Regions from separate parts of the Bombyx mori genome. Here region 1 is linked to region 2. Evidence: chromatin contacts called from public Hi-C data. All regions are on one chromosome and are shown on one strand. The core of a region is the stretch at or near the end of the contact, and the rest is flanking DNA. Distances in the headings are between cores, read along the strand shown. Region 1 holds the start of LOC101743158 (division abnormally delayed protein). Region 2 overlaps LOC101743158 (division abnormally delayed protein).

Region 1 (4,399 bases), core at 1,227-3,726, 33 kb before region 2:
TTAATTTCATATTTGTGGGCATATTTCAGGTATTTCTTTATATATTAAAGAGGTGCCCTCCTGGCTGAGCCTTTGCTCGCCCACCTGCCCTGGTAAAACTGGAAAAGCCTCCGGGCCACCAGTAAATTCTCAAACAAAAATTTTTTTATTAAAGAGTTGTGTATTGGCGGGATTCGAATAACTTCAATTCAACTTCACGGTCAATGCAACTTCATAATCTTGTTTTGATCGTGTCTAAAAATGTCAATGCAGAAACTATAAGACTGGAACACTTTAATGTTTATTTATGCCTTCGTTGTACTCGTTCAATCAGCATGTTAATGTTGTGACTCTGTGACGAACAATTGCGATTCGTTGAATAGTAATTGCGATAATTTGCATCTGAGTGTGTTTTATTTATAACGGCTCGCACAATCAGTAGATGACTTAATATCCTGCAACTAGTATCTACTGTTAATCTTAATTAAACTTTATCATAAACGTAAAATAAGGTGGTTTATTGATAAATTAGATTAATTAATTGTCTTCTTTCTAAAGCTTTCTAATTCTTCTAAAGCTTGCCTGACTCGATGGTACAGTAGTTCGCGGCCCTGACCGTTACGCTGAGGGTCGTAGGTTTGATTCCCACATCGGGCAAACTTTCGTGTGATATTTTTTTTCCTACCTATGTTGATAGCCTTGAGAGGCAATTTCAGCTTCTCCCTAATGTGTAGGTGAGCTCACGGGGCTCAAACCGCAAGTGTTGCTAACACTGGCCCTAATAAGAGCAGTGCTTCGCAGAATCTACCACATCGTGTGATGAACAGGTTTGTTTGCTATTCGTCTGGTTGTTTATTTCCTATATATGCACATATATAATTAAATATATGTACGCATGTCAGTCTCTGGTATCCGTAACACATAATACTAATATGGAGCTGGATAACCGTGCGTCATTTGTTCTTAGTAATTAGTTGTTACGATTATAGCTAAATCGTTTTTCTATTATTATTATTAAAAAAACCGTAAATGTAGTTTTGATTAGATTATTGTATATATCAATAAAAGATCCCTAAATCAGAGATCCCTGTTAGAAATGAAGTTCCTTAATTTCGGTATCTCACCTGATCGCTCTTTGACTTGTCTAAAAAAGGTCGATCGATGATAATTTGTTTTGGAATTGTTTCATCTCTGCTTAAGTTCTTACGTTAGCATACTTCTATCAGAAGCTTTGAAATAGTCGTTTTTAATTTATCGAAGATGAAATTTTTAAATTTCTTCCTGACGTTTCTATAATACAATTAAGATTAACTATATATGAGTCGACTATTATCAAAGCCGGCAATCTGACTTTTGGATAATTATTGGTAAATCAGAAAAACGAATTATTGACTTTGTATTCCATTGGCAGTCACAAAACTCTTCGGAACGACATCTTAGATAAATAACAGGTTAATTATTAACCTTTATTTAATGCAGGTTTTGAACCGTATTCATTGAAGGAGACGATTATATTCAAATCAATCTGTATTGACATATCAATAACATTTTTTTGTCCAAATGCACAGATTGACACCTTTGATAATAGACGACTCATATGTAGGTTGATAGTTAATAATAAATCCAAGTTTAGTCTCTACGCTTATCATTAATAGCATTTGTTATTTCGCTATTTCGTTACGTGACGATTTCTAGTCAACCTCCACCGTAAGCCTTCCAACGAACTTCCTTCTGGCAATACTGAATTCATCAACAGATTATCCCAATACGAAAACATAATTAGTCCGGTTTTATTAGCTCCAACAAAATATTCAATTAAAAGCTTTCCTTAAGCTTCTTTATTCTCCATATAGCTTAATTATAAAACAGTAAAAAAGCAGCATCACATAAATAGTCGATCAGTTGTGGCACGTGTGAGAATTGTTAATTTATTTTTATTTGAATCCATTAATAATGAAGATCAATCTTGATTGTCATTTAAAAGATGTAACATCAGAACTTTGATTACAGAAACGGACCGAGCTAACTTTCGTACGCATATGAAACGGCTTTCAACAATAAATAATTTGAATATGATTAATGGGTGTCCATACATCGTGTTTAGCATTTAGTGAGGTGGCGCATTTGGCGGGCGGCGTCGGGGGGCGCTCGATAGATGCGCGCGCATCAACGCCGCCTGGCTGATGCAGGCGAGCCATCAGACACAGACATTGCGATGCCGACACAACTCCATTACAACTACAAACTACTCCGCACTAAAGGACAAATCATCCAATTCAATCAAAACAGCCTTTACATTCCTCTTACTGTATGATAAAAAAAAACTATGTTAAAATACTCAATAATACTCTTCACGATTCATCTGTCCTTGGATTAGCACGTTTTTACCGATTTTTCACGGACTGACGTCATTTCCTATAAAAATCGGATTCGATTCGCTAAATCGGCATGCAAGTTTCGAAAAGCTCGGCGCGGCGGGTCAAATTTATTTATCGTTAATAATTCGAGGTGCCGGCCGGTTCGGTTCTCGGCGACCGGCGCTACTCTGTGGCCAGTCCGGGAATTCGCTCCGATGAGGGTGCACGCGTCTCGATCGCTGGACACGACGAACGCGCGTACGCGAGTGAATTCAAAAACTAACGAGAGCGAAATTTAAAAAAAAAAAACAAAAACTTTTTTTTTCGTATTAGTGAAGGTGTGAACATGAGGTGTTTTATGGTGTTTTTGAGCGTGGTCGCGGTGGTCAGGGCCGCCGCCGGAGCCGCTACTTCCTGCGCCCAGTCTGAGGCTTACTTCTCCAGACACAATATATCAGCTGGTGACGACCAAGAACCAGGTGGGGATTTATGATTTGTATCTCGATCAAAGCTGAAACTTAATTGCGACGAGGATCAATGACACGTGAAACACACCGCTTTAGGACGTTTCGACGCGGAAATAAGTTGTGTATTTTAATTACTAATGGGTTGAGTTAATGGATTAATTACGGTGCGTTGAAGGGCTCCAGATACGTTGAAAAATCATTATCAATGTAATTTATCCTTAAATATTTACATGTTTGTTTCTTGTTGATTTAAACTTTTTATCTGTTTTACTTTTGGTTGCAATTGTGGTTCTGAAATAGGTATCTTTATTTTTTTCGTTCCTTTAAAATAATTTGAAAATAAATGAAACTATGAAAATTAGTTACAAAGGGACAGTTTTTATTTTTTCTTGCAGTCGCAATTTTTTTGCCTTACTATGAAATAGGTACTTATACTACAAAGTAAGTTACATTGTTACTTGTTACATTGTTATAATAAAATTTTATGAAACCTCAAATTTTTATTCAAAGTTAGATGCTGTACTTAACTATTAAAAGTATTGAAAATAATAAGATTATTTCACCCAAATCTTTAGAGTGCAGAAAGGCGACACGATTATTCGCAATGATACTAAATTAATCTAAATCTGTCAGACGATAACCTTTTTAACATGTTTAAAGAGAACTATACAAATTTATAGTCATAAAAAACAAAACGAGTCATACTGGCCACTCACTATAAAATCATCACACATGCAGCGATGACATGTGTATTGTTATATTTTAAGTTCTTTATACTCTGTGGCTTATGCACTCAGTTATATAAATTATCATTTACATTATCAAGACAGATTTTGTCAAAGTTTAACGTAATAACGTCGGGAATCGAAAATATCGGAATAACGTTTTTTTTCATAACTCGATAATTCTTATGGCAAAGGTGTATTAAAATATAATTGGTCAAAATATAAATTTCTACGTAAACTTTTTGGCTGCTTAATCTGACGACTGTTGTTATATGTATTTATAATTATAGACGGATAGACGTGCTCACGGTTCATCTGGTGCTAAGTGATTACTGGAATCCATAAATATCACAAACTGAATACTTTCACTTCGCGACATTAAGTGGAGGTTGCAATAGTATTAACATTACCTTTAGATCGTAGTCCATGAATGATTAAATGGTTAGAATTATGATACTTATAACATTTTAAGGAATACGCAATAAAACTCCGTTTTATAAATACTCAGTTTCTTTTCTTGCCAAAGTGTTTCTCTGCTGCCCTATCACACAATCTTTTAGCCAAATCATATTTTTGTGAATACCCTTCCGTGGGATTACAATACGCCCTACGACCAGTAAAATAAGATCACAGAGGATTCCGTAATTACAGATGAGTGAGCTGGAAAATAATTGCAGTAGCTTGCAGAGGCAAGAATTGCGGACCTTATCTCTTTGTAGATAGAAGTGTTTGATTTTTTTTACTATGAACGTGCACCACGTATTGGACCGCTGCTATAAGACTAGTATCTTAATCGTATCGGATGGTATCGGGAGCGCGCACGCGTCTAACATATCCGGTGACACATTCTATTCATTGACTTAAGTAATAA
Region 2 (4,404 bases), core at 1,161-3,660:
CTTCCCTGTGCAGCGGGAAGAAAACCGAACTTTCGGCGTAGGTAGGAGAAAAATTATCATTGTGACGAACATATCGTATACCGCTTAAACATATGTAGTGTTCAAACGAGAATATGTTGTTAAAACAAGTAGTTTCAAATTATCTGGATTTTTTTCTAGTTTTTAAAATGAATTCAATTATACTGTCGAAGGCTGTTAATCATTGAACGTGGGAAACATTAGAGAACATGGCGCCAGACCGCGTTCCAACTTTCAAATCAATATTTATTTAAACTTAAATGATGTAAGTGTAGCGCGGAATGTACGCGCATTTATTTAGGATTGGATTCCAGAGGTCTTACTCTTGAGGTGAGTATTTGCTGACTTAAAATAGTAGTGGCAATAGGTGAAACTATAATACTTCATAAAACGTACCTGTTGTCAAAAATACGTCTAGTAATCTTTTTTTTTTGCCTACCTATTAGCAGCTTCGTGGAGATATTCTGGTTATAAGTAACATTAAGTAACATTACATGTGATTATAAGGCATTAAGATGCGAGTTTTTAAAGTTTTCGATAGCGTAAAAGTTAACTCAATTTTGTATGGAGTTGGATCGTTTGCCTACGTTTGCCACTAGGGGGCGCTGTTCGAACTCCGTACAAATTTGTGTTAACTTTTACGCTATCGAGAACGTTTAAAACTCGCAATAAGCACACTGGCTTCGCCTTTGTAGGTGGGCAAGCTCACGGGGCTCAGTCTGAGAGCGTTTGCTAACATTTACCCTGGCAACAGTAGTGCGTTGCTGAATCTGCCGCCAGATTGGAATCGCAACCCACTCCCCACCCAATCGTGATCGGTGCTCGGAATACCTAAAAGCACCTGAATTGATCAAAGTTAATGTTCATCCAGTGATTGAAATTCGACCACAATCATAGACACCCCAAGACTTAGATTCATTTTATGTATTACATTGCCTCTTCACTGCATAGTATAAAACAAAGTCGCTTTCTCTGTTCCTATATCTCTATGTATGCTTAAATCTTTAAAACTACGCAACGGATTTTGATGCGTTTTTTTTAATAGATAGAGTGATTGAAGAGGAAGGTATGTGTGTAAGGAATGTGTATAATAACATTCATTAAATAGTGGATAAATCAATAATAAATTAAAATTTCCCAAGCGAAGCGAGAGCGGATCGCTAGTTTTATCTAATGTGCGTCCGGAAAAAGCATTCAACAGAAGTCTCGTAAAAGTGACACCTTCTTTTATTTAACGTAAGCTATTTTCTTTGGTTCACACAGTATTGAAAAGGGTGTTTTCTTAAAGACAACTTACATAATTTAAAAAGATTTGCTTAGCAAAGATTTTTACGATCATCATCATCACAGTCGGTTACTCTTGGCAGAACAGTTGTGGTCAAGCGGAATCCTTGTTTATTAAAGCCTTGACAGCTGTTCTCTTGGCGCACGCACACGTTAAGTGGGATTTTGGTAAGGATTTTCATTTGATCAGTCCAGCGCATGTGGTTTCGTCCACGACATCTTTTACAATACCACCTACTAAATTGTTCCTTATACAGAGACTCCTGTTTCCTCTCCTTACCCACGATCATGTAAAGAACTTTACTAAGTTATGTGGAATTTATATATCTATATTATTTTTCGTTCGGGGATTTAATACGTTCTTAAATTTCAATCTTTATTTTGAGGTCGATTGCTGATTTTGGTTCATCTGGACTGCATCTTTCCTGATCCCTGAGACTCTTTCAGATATTTCTAGTCTTTATAACCGTCTTCCAATCCAGCAAAGTATAGCGTCACATCAAGAATTAACTCTTTCCGAAAAGACGTACTTTCCTGTCTACATGATAAATATTATTATACTAGCTGACACGGCAGACTTCGTAGTGCCTCAATAGATAAATAAAAGACCTAAATTTTTGTATTTATAAAATAAACTTAAAACAAACAAAAGGAATTCGTCCGACGGGGGACACATCAAAGAAAAAATAAAATTGTTTTTATTTAATTTAATTATTTTTATTTCGTTCCGAGCATTTTCATATATATTGGCCTTTTAAACCTTCTCTGGACTTCCATAAGTAATTCAAGACCAAAATTAGCCAAATCGATCCAGCCGTTCTCGAGTTTTAGCGAGACTAACGAACAGCAATTCATTTATATATTTAGAGATAGATTTTGTAAACAATAAAAACCGAGCGAACAATTTCCTTATAATACCCATCACTTAACTTACAAGTCGCGTAATTAATAAATAACATAAAACCAATTAGCATAACAACTTAAATAAGTAGGTAGGTGTATAATTAAGATTAAATGTACATGCTTTATTTATCAGTGTTAAGTGTTATTAGCCTCCTGTATCCGCCTACGCTGTTCGTAAGTGACGTGTGTAAATAAAAATTGATTGTTCGTTGCAGCAATGTTACGTTTGTGTTGTGATAAAACTGATCGACACCTCTGTGAGTGTGTATAGTACACGATTTCGGCAATAAAACATAGTTTAGACATAGACACGGTAGGCAGCGGCTTGGCTCTGCCCCTAGGCGTTGCTGAAGTCCATGGGCGACAGTAACCGTGTAATTGTCAGCTATGGTGACCATTCGTACGGTTTTTGGCAGGACAGTACTGTTTTTTTAAGACGCTGTCCTTTTTTTAAAAGCATAAAATATGACCTATTATTTATTTCGATAGGCAGCGGCTTCGCTCTGCTCCTGGCATTGCTGAAGTCCATGGGCGACGGTAACTGCTCACTATCAGGTGGGCCGTATGTTCGTTTGCCTACAATATAAGTCTTCTTGGCTTAATGGATAATAATTAAAATGTTTTCCTGTTGAGTGATGCAATGCTATGCCACAATACAAATCTTACCGAAGATATCAACTTCTTTAAGTTTGTTTTAGGTTTAGCTTGAATATAAGGGTTGCACTTTACAATACTATTAAAATGTGGATTTAGTGTCTCAAAATGATTTGCTGCATTTGTGTAGCTTAAAAAAGCATCTGAAAATTATTGTCATAATTTTTGGAAATGAATACTAACAAATAAATAAAAAAGAAATGGAAATGAGCTAGGACCACACTTAATGTTATTGAAGACAACATGTCTATTAGTCTACACATAATAATGTTATTATAATAAGCTGGTGGTAGGACCTCTTGTGAGTCCGCGCGGGTAGGTACCACCACCATGCCTATTTCTGCGGTGAAGCAGTAAGGCGTTTCGGTTTGAAGGGCGGGGCACTTGTTGTAACTATACTGAGACCTTAGAACTTATATCTCAAGGTGGGTGGCGGCATTTACGTTGTAGATGTCTATGGGCTCCGGTAACAACTTAGCACCAGGTGGGCTGTGAGCTCGTCCATCCATCTACGCAATAAAAAAAAGCGGTTACAAACTTGGAATGATTGTACTATGAGAAGCAGAGACTGATATACATACTTATATACGTTGAAATATAAACATATACCTAGATGGCTACTAAACACCTAGACCGAGAGAAAACAAGCCTGTTCATCTCATGAATGTTTGCCCGATGTGGGACCAAATCCACTTCCCTCGGCCCAGCGGTCAAGAGCACTTCCTGCTGAACCATAAAGTAGGTCAAATAACGTAATAATGCTAGTACATTTTTTTCATAAATTCGCTTACAATTACTTAAACCTTAACCTCGTAAATCAAGTGAAATAATCCGACAGACAAACGACACACGCGGCACATACACAAAAACTGTTCTTTGTCCATGTCTGTAACACGTCAGTTATCGTGATGCATGGATTAAGTAAAATTTCGGACACCCACGTGACACACCCACACTGGACCTTATAAGGCAAGATCACTTAGCGCGAGATCTATAGTTCAAGATTTTTTACAACTCAAAAAGCTTCCGCTAACAGCTTGACGCCAATTTGACAGGTTTTAAACTAATTTCCATTAACTCACTGAGTGAGTTTCTTGCCAGATCTTTTCAGTGGGTCGCAACTCCGATCCGGTGGTAGATTCAGCGAAGCACTGCTCTTGCTAGTAAATTCTCTTAGGTCGAGCCCGTGAGCTCACCTACCCGTCCGCAAGAAGCTGGAATAACCCATTTGCCTACCTTCGAGTAGGTATGAAGAAAAAAAACAATTTATTTTTTTAATACAGTCGCCCTCTCATAGTGGTTTTCTAAATTGAACAAAACAAACACAATATTCGAGATCACGACAACACGACGTGAGTCTTGAGACATGTGGTCGAAGCTTAATTTGTGTTGTATGTGCCACTTTTTAAATAGAAACGCATGAGTGCTTCACGGCAGAAATAGGACAGTACTAGGAGTCCACACGGGTAGGTACCACCTCCCCGCCTATTTCCGCCGTGAAGCAGTAATGCGTTTCGGTTCGAAGGGTGGGGCAGCCGTTGTAAC

What was found. Hi-C and Micro-C count contacts between places; a contact is called where the count stands out from the background.
Region 1: a contact with region 2 is called in a Hi-C map of whole pupa, with 5 times the contacts expected there. The contact joins the promoter of LOC101743158 here to the enhancer-like site in region 2. A contact is called at or near these places in 2 of 7 Hi-C or Micro-C datasets (both in whole pupa).

What each region holds. Positions count from the first base shown.
Region 1 is chr15:13,136,196-13,140,594 of ASM3026992v2, reverse strand. It overlaps LOC101743158 (division abnormally delayed protein), which reads left to right and starts at 2,476. Exons shown (of 9, transcript XM_004922946.5): 1 at 2,476-2,815. The coding sequence starts at 2,683.
Region 2 is chr15:13,103,122-13,107,525 of ASM3026992v2, reverse strand. All of the region lies in intron 1 of LOC101743158 (division abnormally delayed protein), which reads left to right. Among protein-coding and RNA genes, the nearest start is that of LOC134200261, 10 kb to the left of the region's middle. Within about 2 kb of position 2,410, at least 3 of the 8 cell types and tissues checked have open chromatin away from gene starts, as enhancers often do.